2 separate regions of the Arabidopsis thaliana genome follow, and region 2 is linked to region 1. Evidence: chromatin contacts called from public capture Hi-C data. All regions are on one chromosome and are shown on one strand. Each heading gives the region's core, a stretch centred on a gene start, on an enhancer-like site or on the middle of the called end of the contact. The rest is flanking DNA. Distances are from core to core; before and after follow the strand shown.

Region 1 (4,780 bases), core at 572-3,071:
ACTGAGAGTGCAGCTCCAGCAAATGGACCAGCTAGCGAAATGTCAACTTTTGTACTCCGGTCAGGAAGAATCGACTTAAACTGTACAAATCAAATAAAATGATTTACTAACGCTACTACACTAGCCAATACTCTCGTTATCGAAACACTTCATTAGAGGAAGACGAATGCATTGAGAAAGAGAAGTAAATGGATGCATTTTGAACCATAGTAGCGTAGAAAGATGTCTTCTTCTAGATGTGACTTACCTAGAGTTCAACAGGAGATAAGTCCCATAAACTTAAAAGAAATGAGTAGGATTATTACCTGTGTGATTGCCCCAAAGCTGCCGAGTGTAATGTTTGGAATGAAGTATGGAATGCTAAGCTTAACTTTCTTTGGAACTGCAGCAAGAAAGTGCCCTAATTCCTGCAAATAAACAAGTCTAAACGAATTACTGAAAGTTTATCATTCTACCAAGGAACATGTCTGCAACATCATAAAAAGAAAAGCATTACGATAGAGACACATAAGTTTTTACTTACATGAAACAAAAGAATTCCCAATACACCATAAGCTAAAGGCAATGCAGCATCTACAAATGGATACAGCAGCTCCATATCAGGTGGTTCAACAGCATTTGGATCGGTGAAATACTTTACCACCTCAGGAGGTAAGCGGTTAATCTGTTAAATCAAGTAACTTCCATTATTGCATTAAAGAATAACAGATCAACGACATCATGATGTTCGTGCTTTAGCGAAAAACATGTACCTGAGAAGCAATTCCTAACTCCACAGAGGAACCAATAGTCAAAAGAAACAATATTAAAGCAATCACATACTGCCAGAGTGTAGTTGGTCCAGGCTCCGAAACTTCTTTACGAAGCAAACCAAAGCTAACACGAGCACCACCGCGAGGATCAGGTCCTTCTGAGTTAGGCTCCTCAATCATGAATAAATTATATTTATCACTAGCAACTTCAACTAGTTTTCTCTGAAGTTTTGCAAAAACATCTTCTTTCTTTCCTCTCAAGTTCCCAAGAAAGAGAATTCCTTCCCCAAGGTCCCCAAATGGCTCTTCTTTCGTCACCCAAAATGTCGAATAACCGAAAAGTTTGTCCTTTATTAACTTGACATCTGCAGGATCTACTTTCTCTGGTCCAAGAAGCTCCATTAGCTTAAACGAATCTATTTGGAAGCTACTATATGTTGGATCAATAGTTGATGGCTGAGGAAAAAGACACAAACTTGTACTCTTAGTAACACAGTGTTTAAGAGATTGATACTAATAACCAAAATACAACCTACGAAATCGAGCAATTTCATAAAATGTGTTACAGTCCCTTCCTTGAACTCAACGTTTTCAATTTTCCATTAAAAAGATTTGCTTTTGATTTTGGTAACCACCAAACAGGACAAAACAGAACATAAGTCAGAGATAATTGTGTGTGTGTGTACCATTGAAGTCTTGTCGGAACCGAACTCGTTGCTGCTGCTAGTAGTAGAGCTACTCTTACTTGTCTCTTCATCTTCTTCTTCAAACGTTGCCGTTTTAACAACCGAAGACTTGTGGGTTTCTCCGTTTTCTCCGATACTGTCGTCTCTGTTACTGTTTTCGTCATTGCCTAAACACTTTGCAATCCTAAATCTATGAGAATCCTCTGTAGAAGAGAAACAGAGTCTCTTTTGCCATTTGGGCAGAGTTGTAATTGTTGTCTTAATGTTTTCCCGGTGAAATGATCGGAATCTAATGTTAACGGCAGCGGCAAAAGCGACGCTGGTGAGAGTCCCCATTGGAGTGGAGAGAGAGAGAGAGATAAGGGAAACGTTTATGTGGGAGCGCTTTAAAGATTGGATTATCTTCTACCGGTTTTGTACCGGTTTCATTGGCCATTTTGATTTCGGTTTACTATCTTTGGCTTCAAATATCGGTTTATCTTTACCGGTTTCATACAATTGACACATATATTCCACGATATCGATACCGGTCTATTGAATCATCAATCACCTCAAATAAATGGTTAAGTGATTTAGTTCGAATCGGTTGAATGACGAAGGATAAGTCATGAGTCATGACTAAGTGAAATAATCAAGAAACTTAGCCAAGCGAGGATGGATGGTCAAGTGGTTAAGTCATAAAGGGAATGTTTTATGTATGATCAGACTGTCATGTTGGTTTTGGACTTTCTTTTAAGAGCTGTACGTAAAGATTCGTGCACAGACCATACCGGTTAGGGTATAAGATGAAAAAGTATATTGTAGGCAAAATCTCCATTTATTTGATGAAAAAGTAATTTGTTCAAGTATCCAGTATTTGAGGTCTACATCGAGTTATCTTTACCGGTTTCATACAATTTATTTGAGGTTAAAATCTCACTTTGAGAAATTGTTCAAGTATCCAGTACTTTAATAAGATGAAAAAGTATATTGTAGGCAAAAATATCTTGATTTTTAGCAATGTAGCATTACTACATATTTCTTTGGAAAAAAAACTATCTTTTTCTAGCATAGATTTCTTCATATGTGGTATGGTTTACTTTTATTATAAATAAAAAAATCGGAATATTCGATATTTATCTTTGTATATACACAAATACAACTATATTTTAAAGGTTTTAACTATACGGTTTGAAACTGTTACTGTTAATTAAAAGTTACAGTAAGTATATCTTTTTAATCCTACTAATCTATTTTACAGTTACGGTTTAGAAACGGTTCGGTTACGATCCTAAATAGTGATTTTGATGATGCCTAAAAAACATGTTTGGTTCTTTGTTTTCAATAAGCCGGGACTTGTTTGGTTTAATTATATTTAGCTTTCTTTAATTCTTAACCGGAATTTAGTTTTGTTTTCAATTAGCCGGGACTTGTTTTATTAATTAATTCTATTTATTTATTAATTTCAGATTTATTAAAGAGTAAATTTGGAAAAATGCCCTATTTTTGAGTTTTCATTTGAAAAATACCTTCTCTTTTTTTTCTTTTTAAACAATTAATTTTTAATATACAAAATTACTAAAATAGTCTCATTAAAATTTAAGAATAACTGAAAAACGTTTTTAACTTAAAACAGAAAAAAAAATCATAAATTAAAATTTGATGTATTTAATAATTTTAAGAATAATTATTATCTTAAATATTTTTAAACAAAATTTTGTCTAAAAAGTAAAAAATAAACTTTACTAAGTGATACTTTTTAAATATTTAAAAATATTATTTTATTAAATTTTAATAAATAAATTTTTTATCTCAGAAATAGTTGAAAAAATATTTAAGAAGTCAAATTTAATTCTTATCTTAAATAGTTTTAAACAAAATTTTGTCCAAAAAAGCAAATAAGTTTTATTAAATGATAGACTTCAGAATATTTTTCGACACTATTTTGGTTAAATTTTTAAATATCTAAAATAAATAAATCTTTATCTCAAAAAATAGTTGAAAACATAATTATGAATTCAAATTTATTTTATTTTAATTTTTTTCTTCTAAATTTCGAATTTTGTTTTAATTTATTAAGAAAATAGCTTTTATTTTAAATCTGGATAAAATTGTCATCTAACATATTAAAAATTACAATTTATTTTATTAAAAATAGAGAGAGATGTATTTTTCAAATGAAAACTCAAAAGCAGGGTAGTTTTCATAATCTCTCTTTATTCAATATGGATTAACTAATAATTAATTGTTTAAATACGACTAAGAAATGGGTTAAAATTAAGGATTTGATCTCTTTAAACCGTAAATCGGAAATTGTTGTCTTGTTAACTGATGTTAGAATCTAGTGGAATATTATAAAGCTATAAAGCATGGACATACGACTAATTGCCGCCTCATGAAAATGGGCCAAAGTATGATTTTAGGTTTTTTAACAGATGATCAAAATGAGGAAAAAATCATGCCAATCATGCCAACAATACAAAACAAACATTTGTTCCAGAAGCTTAAAACTCTCTAAAGAGCATTTACCAATCGATCGGTGGCCCTGCTTAGCCAATCCTGCCACCAATTCACAAATGAATGGAAAAGATGAGAAGAATAAAATACAATGAACGTGAATAGGTAAAAATAGTTAAGAGGATGAATTACCAAATTCAAACAGTAATGTGCCAACTTGTTTGTTCCATCGCAGATCTTGACGGACTGTTAGATTTTCTTCTGTATCTGTTGTTCCAATCTACAAAGAAACAATGGCCAATGTTGTCAAATTGAAGTGATCAAATAGATTTTAGGATGAATCAGCTTGTCCAAGAGCTATAGAAGACAATGACGTATTACGACTTGCAACTGGAGACCACAAACGAACATAAGAAGAAACAGAGAAAAGTTTGTTCAATACTAGTAATCTACTCAGAAGAACAAGAAAAACAATAATCATAAGAAAAAATCTGAATACAAAATCAAGCATTTATTAAACCTAAAGAAGGTGATCCACAAACCTTACACAGAAGGGTCTGCGAATTCTTGCTGAGAGTTAAGAGGTGTTCCAGATTACCACCGTCTCGGATCAATGTGTATTGCAAGTAAGAATTTGATGGTATCATGCAACTCCTGACCAATAAAAGATAATACGTAAAGTTATAAAGCGCCCACAGAAAACCAGACAAGGGAAAGGGATAAAGTCATAACATGTTCTCCCAAATTACCTTAGCGTCTTCTCATACTGAGTCTTTAATTCTTCGTATTGCATAGTTTCCATTCCACTTGAAATAGCTACACTTAGCCAACCCTACCAATTCACAAAGATGATCATAAACAATGAGTACAATGCAACAAATGTGCACGTAGAAACAAGTATACTAG
Region 2 (4,780 bases), core at 1,507-4,006, 750 kb after region 1:
TTTGATTTTTTTTCTCAAATTAGAAAATCATTTGGGCACACGGGATGATATATTGTACTTTTATTTTTTATCAATTTTTGAGATGATATATTGTATTTTTATTTGGTCAGAAAATCAGTTTTCTAATATTATCAATTTATTATAATAATATATTGTATTTTTGTTTCTTTTAATAATAATATATTATATTTAATATATAATTTTAAAATCATCAAAACTCTACTTAAAACTTAAAAGTGATTATAAAGATCCAACAATACATCTTTACCTATGTGTGAATTACATGTTTAGTTTAGAGTTTTGTGCAAATAAACCCTCAAAAAATTGCCAAACTTTATAATTTTATCCTCAACTTTCAAAATATGCAGAATAATCCAATAAAGTCAAAAAAAAAGAAAAAAAAAATATAGCTTATAAATTATAAACGTTTTCACTTTTCACAGTTACATACATTTGTTTTTTTAAATTATAAATGTAGAGTTTGACTCTTGGTCTTGGGTGCGACTAATGTCTTAACACTGTCTTCTAAATTTTTTTTTACCATTTTGTCTAATTTCAATAATTTGAAGAAGGACCTCTCATACTAAAATTGATAACATCCTAGTGGAATCTAATTTCCATCTGACGGTAAAAAATGCTAGATACCGAATGGTCATGGCTGCTTCTTGGCATTAGTGATTCATTGTTTGTGCAAATATTTTATAAAGCCAACAATAGTATGTAAAATAGCCTCACAGCAAAATCTAATTTGCTTTGGCTGTGGAGAAAGAGAGAGAGAGTCTTAATACGTCTCATGGCTGATTCTTGGAGTGTCTCTCAGTAAAGTTCTTTAGCCTGGAAAACCCTTCTATGAGAAGCTCAAGCTCAACTGCAAAGGTGATACGTAGCCAGTTCTTAAGCCCAACAGCTTGACCTACAAGAAACTCATCCATTATCTGTTATTTTAACGACCCCTAGCTGTCAACTTGTTAACAAAACTATATAATATTACCTGGTAGGATGATCATAGATTCCTCTTTAGCCAGCTTGGAGCAGAAGTCCAAATCATCACTGATATCTTCGAGTAGTGAAAAGTTTAACTTCACCTGCACCAACAAATGGATTAGCCTCTGAGCTTGAGCTTGAGGTTAACCAATGAGTAATCTGGTTCATGTCGATTCATTACCATCGTGAACATTGAGCCCTCGGGTTTGCAGGGGCAAGTGATGCAAGGAATCTTCATAAGCTCCTCATAACAAATCTCTGCACATTTTTTCACCATTTCAAGTTTTGATGAGAAGAACTCTTCCTTTGTATTCCCAATGATATCAGGCATTGCTCCCTGCCTCGGACAAAACAAAACCAAAATCATTTTTCTTGAAAAACTCCAGCCGTGATTCAACACCAATGCATACCTGAATAAACGTTGCAGGATCCGTCGACATGTTGACAACATTGATAAGAGTCTGAACAAACTAATAGACAAAAAGAAACAGAGATTGATCACAAATACATTCTTGACAAGATATTAATCAACTAAACAAAATGTAACTACTAACCCCAGAATCTTTCATGATGCCATGAGGGTCAAGAGTCACCATCCAACCAAGTCTCCATCCAGGAACAAACCATCTTTTAGATATAGCACCTAAGACAATAACAGGCACTAGCTCTGCAAACTCTGCCATGGACACAAATGGTTTATCCCCAAAGGCAAAATGGTCATAGACTTCGTCTGCGATCACAAGTATACCAAGCTTGCAAGCCGTCTCTGCAATCTTCATCCACCATATAAAGAAGACAAATCCATAACAAAGCCATTTCCACTATATCAAATGAATGATTAATAAGAAGCAAGTGTACACCTTTTGAAGATGTTGGCGAGAGAAAACATTCCCACATGGATTGCAAGGGTTGATAACAAGTATAGCAACGGTTTTGTCATCCGCAAGAGCTTCAACTCCATCTAGATCAACATCCCAACCATTTTCCGGTAGGAGGTCGAAATAACGAACCTCGAGTTGGCAAAAAGCCGCTCGGGAATCGTACATCGGGTAAGTAGGCCTAGGTAGCAGAATGTTAGCTCCAGGAATTGCGAGAGCGGATATCAAAATCTCAATGGCTTGCACACAACCAGCTGTGATATGAACATCATTTGGTGATATCTGGTAAGAGAGATCACTAGAGAGGTACTCTGCAACAGCCCTATTGAGGTAGAGAAACAGAACCAACCAAATCATCAATCCTTTCTCAAAAAGCCAATGTGATCCAAAGTATACACTAATCAAAGATTTTAACCAATTCAACGTTTCAGATTATTGTCTTTGAGTAATCAAGAAGCAAGAACAGAGACCCTTAGAGATACCAAAAGAAAACAAAAAAAAAACGAAGAAGAAGAAGTAATCTTACTTCCTAGCGACAGGAACACCGGAAGAAGAAGAGTAGTTGTTAAACTTGGTCGAACGGACAGCATCACAGATGGCTTCAACAGCGGCTTGATCGGTACGAAAGCTCGGGAACGGAGAAGGATCGCCGTGACCTAGTGGGATGACGGGTCTTACATCACCACCGTCGAGACAATTGATTAAGGTGTTAAGGTAATCACGAATGGTAAGTGAGTTAGATCGTTCGACGACCTCGTTAGCTCCGAAGTTCCATCGCTTGGCTCCGTTTTCTCCCATTTTTTTTTTTTTAAGAAGAGACGTGACAAAATGTGACACCGACGATTTTGGTTATGAATGGTTTGTGAATGGGACTGGTGTGGTTGTCGTTGGTAAACTATTTCATTTATTTTGGTATGAGAGAAAACGCCAAATTTTGTCATTTAATTTAAGATATGTCTTACTCACTGATTTTGGAGTTTAGGGTATCTTTGTTTTTTTCTCTTTTTTATTTTATTTTTGACTACATGCAAGTATGCAACACTATCTACAATTCTACATAAATATAATTTTTTTTAAAAAGTTAGGGTTACGCATAAATCGTTTCATAATAGTATTAGAGTGACAGCTCCCTCTTGGAACATTACAAAGGAGAATAGAGAAGAGAGAAGAGAAGATCCAAATCAGACAAGAAGAAGAAGATCCAAAGCTTCTCAAAACGATGTCATCCCATGTGACAAAATGAGAATGGGCCAAACTGAAGTATAAGGCCCAACAAAGAAGCAAATCCATTTAGCCCACAGCTCCAACGGTCACCAGCAAATGAAGACAAAACCAAGACATGATCAGCTCAACAAAAGCAAAAGATAAAGAGTGTGAGCTCTAATAGTACGGACTCGATGGTTTTGAAGAATAGATTTGGTCATTTGGAGCTATTGAATTATTTGTTCACTAAAGTATAAGTCTCCATGAAGCACAACTTCGATGAAAATCAAGTACCCATTGTTACGGAAGATATCGAAGTTTTATTACCCTCAATGGTTTTTAATATGGTTTGGTAGGGCTTATGGTTAGTTTTATGTTTCGTTTTGTTTAAAACAAAATGCGGTTTTATTTAGATACAAACAGACTTGACTCACAATCCCACATTGACTGTTGGAATTCAAGATTATGCTATAAAATTGAACAGTCTAGTAGGAGATGATTTCTATCTAAGTAGAGAAATATAAAGGAACAAGCCTATCCTCAGCATTCTAATTGGTTACAGCAGAAGCCATGGCTAAGGTGTACTTATGCTTAAGGTAAGCTTTGATGAAAGGGTCCAAGTCACCATCCATTACAGATGTGATATCAGAAGTTTCATGACCTGTTCGGACATCCTTAACGAGTTTGTACGGATGAAACACGTAGTTCCTGATCTGCTGTCCCCATTCAGCTTTCACTGCATCTCCTCTTATTTCCTTGATTTCAGTAGCACGTTGCTCCTCCGCAATCACCATCAGTTTCGCTTTTAGTCTGATCAGAGCTCTCGTCTTGTTCGCCAGTTGACTTCTCTCCTCTGCAACATCCAACGCGATCTTAATCAACTACCATAGTCAGTTCTGATGCATTGATAACACGATCTTACGGGACATTCAGGTTGTAACATTAGTGGGGAGGAAATACAAACCTGTGCAACGAACAGCAACACCAGTAGGGATATGAGTAATCCGTACAGCAGTTTCAACCTTGTTAACATTCTGTCCTCCTTTCCCACCTGCCCTCGTGAAACTAATGTCAAGGTCCTCTTCTGGTATTTCGATTCCCACCGCTTCCTCAGGCAAAAGCGGCATCACTTCCACACCAGAAAAGCTTGTCTGCATGCAATACCAATATAAATCCATAGCACACAACCACATATGCTTTTTGAGCTCATAGACCTTATTTTTACCTGGCGAAGACCTTTCGAATTGAAAGGCGATTGTCGGACAATCCTATGAGTTCCTTTCTCCCCTGAAATGTAACCATATGCATAACGCCCTTCAATTTCAAGAGTCGCTGACTTAATCCCTGCCTCTTCTCCATTAGACATTTCAACAACTTTCGTCTTGTACCGCTGCTTCTCTCCCCATCTCATATACATCCTAAGCAACATATCAGCCCAATCCTGCACTGAAAGTTATCATTGTTTTAAAAGAACCTCAATTCACATCACAAACACACACAAACCTCTAAGAGAGTATAATAATAACCTGTGCATCTGTTCCTCCAGCTCCAGCTGTAATGTAAACAACAGCACCTTCTTTGTCATAAGGTCCTGATAAAAGCTGAGTAAGCTCAAATTTATCTAAAGATTTATTCAACTCTTTAATGATTCCCATGGCTTCTTCAAGTAAACTAACATCAGTAGAGTCCATCTCTTCTGTTAGTTTAACAATCGT

Evidence for each region. Capture Hi-C pulls out chosen DNA fragments and counts their contacts.
Region 2: a capture Hi-C map of seedling shows a contact between it and region 1, with 3 times the contacts expected there. The contact joins the promoter of AT5G36160 here to the promoter of EGY1 in region 1. A contact is called at or near these places in 1 of 26 Hi-C or Micro-C datasets (cotyledon) and 1 of 3 other capture datasets (seedling).

What each region holds. Positions count from the first base shown.
Region 1 is chr5:13,485,773-13,490,552 of TAIR10.1, forward strand. It overlaps EGY1 (Peptidase M50 family protein), which reads right to left and starts at 1,822. Exons shown (of 10, transcript NM_122913.4): 1 at 1,439-1,822; 2 at 753-1,208; 3 at 524-664; 4 at 306-407; 5 at 1-80. The coding sequence starts at 1,774. It overlaps AT5G35230, which reads right to left. Exons shown (of 7, transcript NM_122914.1): 5 at 4,624-4,706; 6 at 4,395-4,528; 7 at 4,206-4,264. The coding sequence ends at 4,206.
Region 2 is chr5:14,232,470-14,237,249 of TAIR10.1, forward strand. AT5G36160 (Tyrosine transaminase family protein) reads right to left here and starts at 2,757. Exons shown (of 7, transcript NM_123007.6): 1 at 2,389-2,757; 2 at 1,845-2,184; 3 at 1,539-1,757; 4 at 1,395-1,454; 5 at 1,166-1,321; 6 at 992-1,085; 7 at 416-913. The coding sequence starts at 2,660. The coding sequence ends at 792. HCF109 (high chlorophyll fluorescent 109) reads right to left here. Exons shown (of 7, transcript NM_180765.2): 4 at 4,592-4,780; 5 at 4,291-4,506; 6 at 4,030-4,216; 7 at 3,366-3,918. The coding sequence ends at 3,614.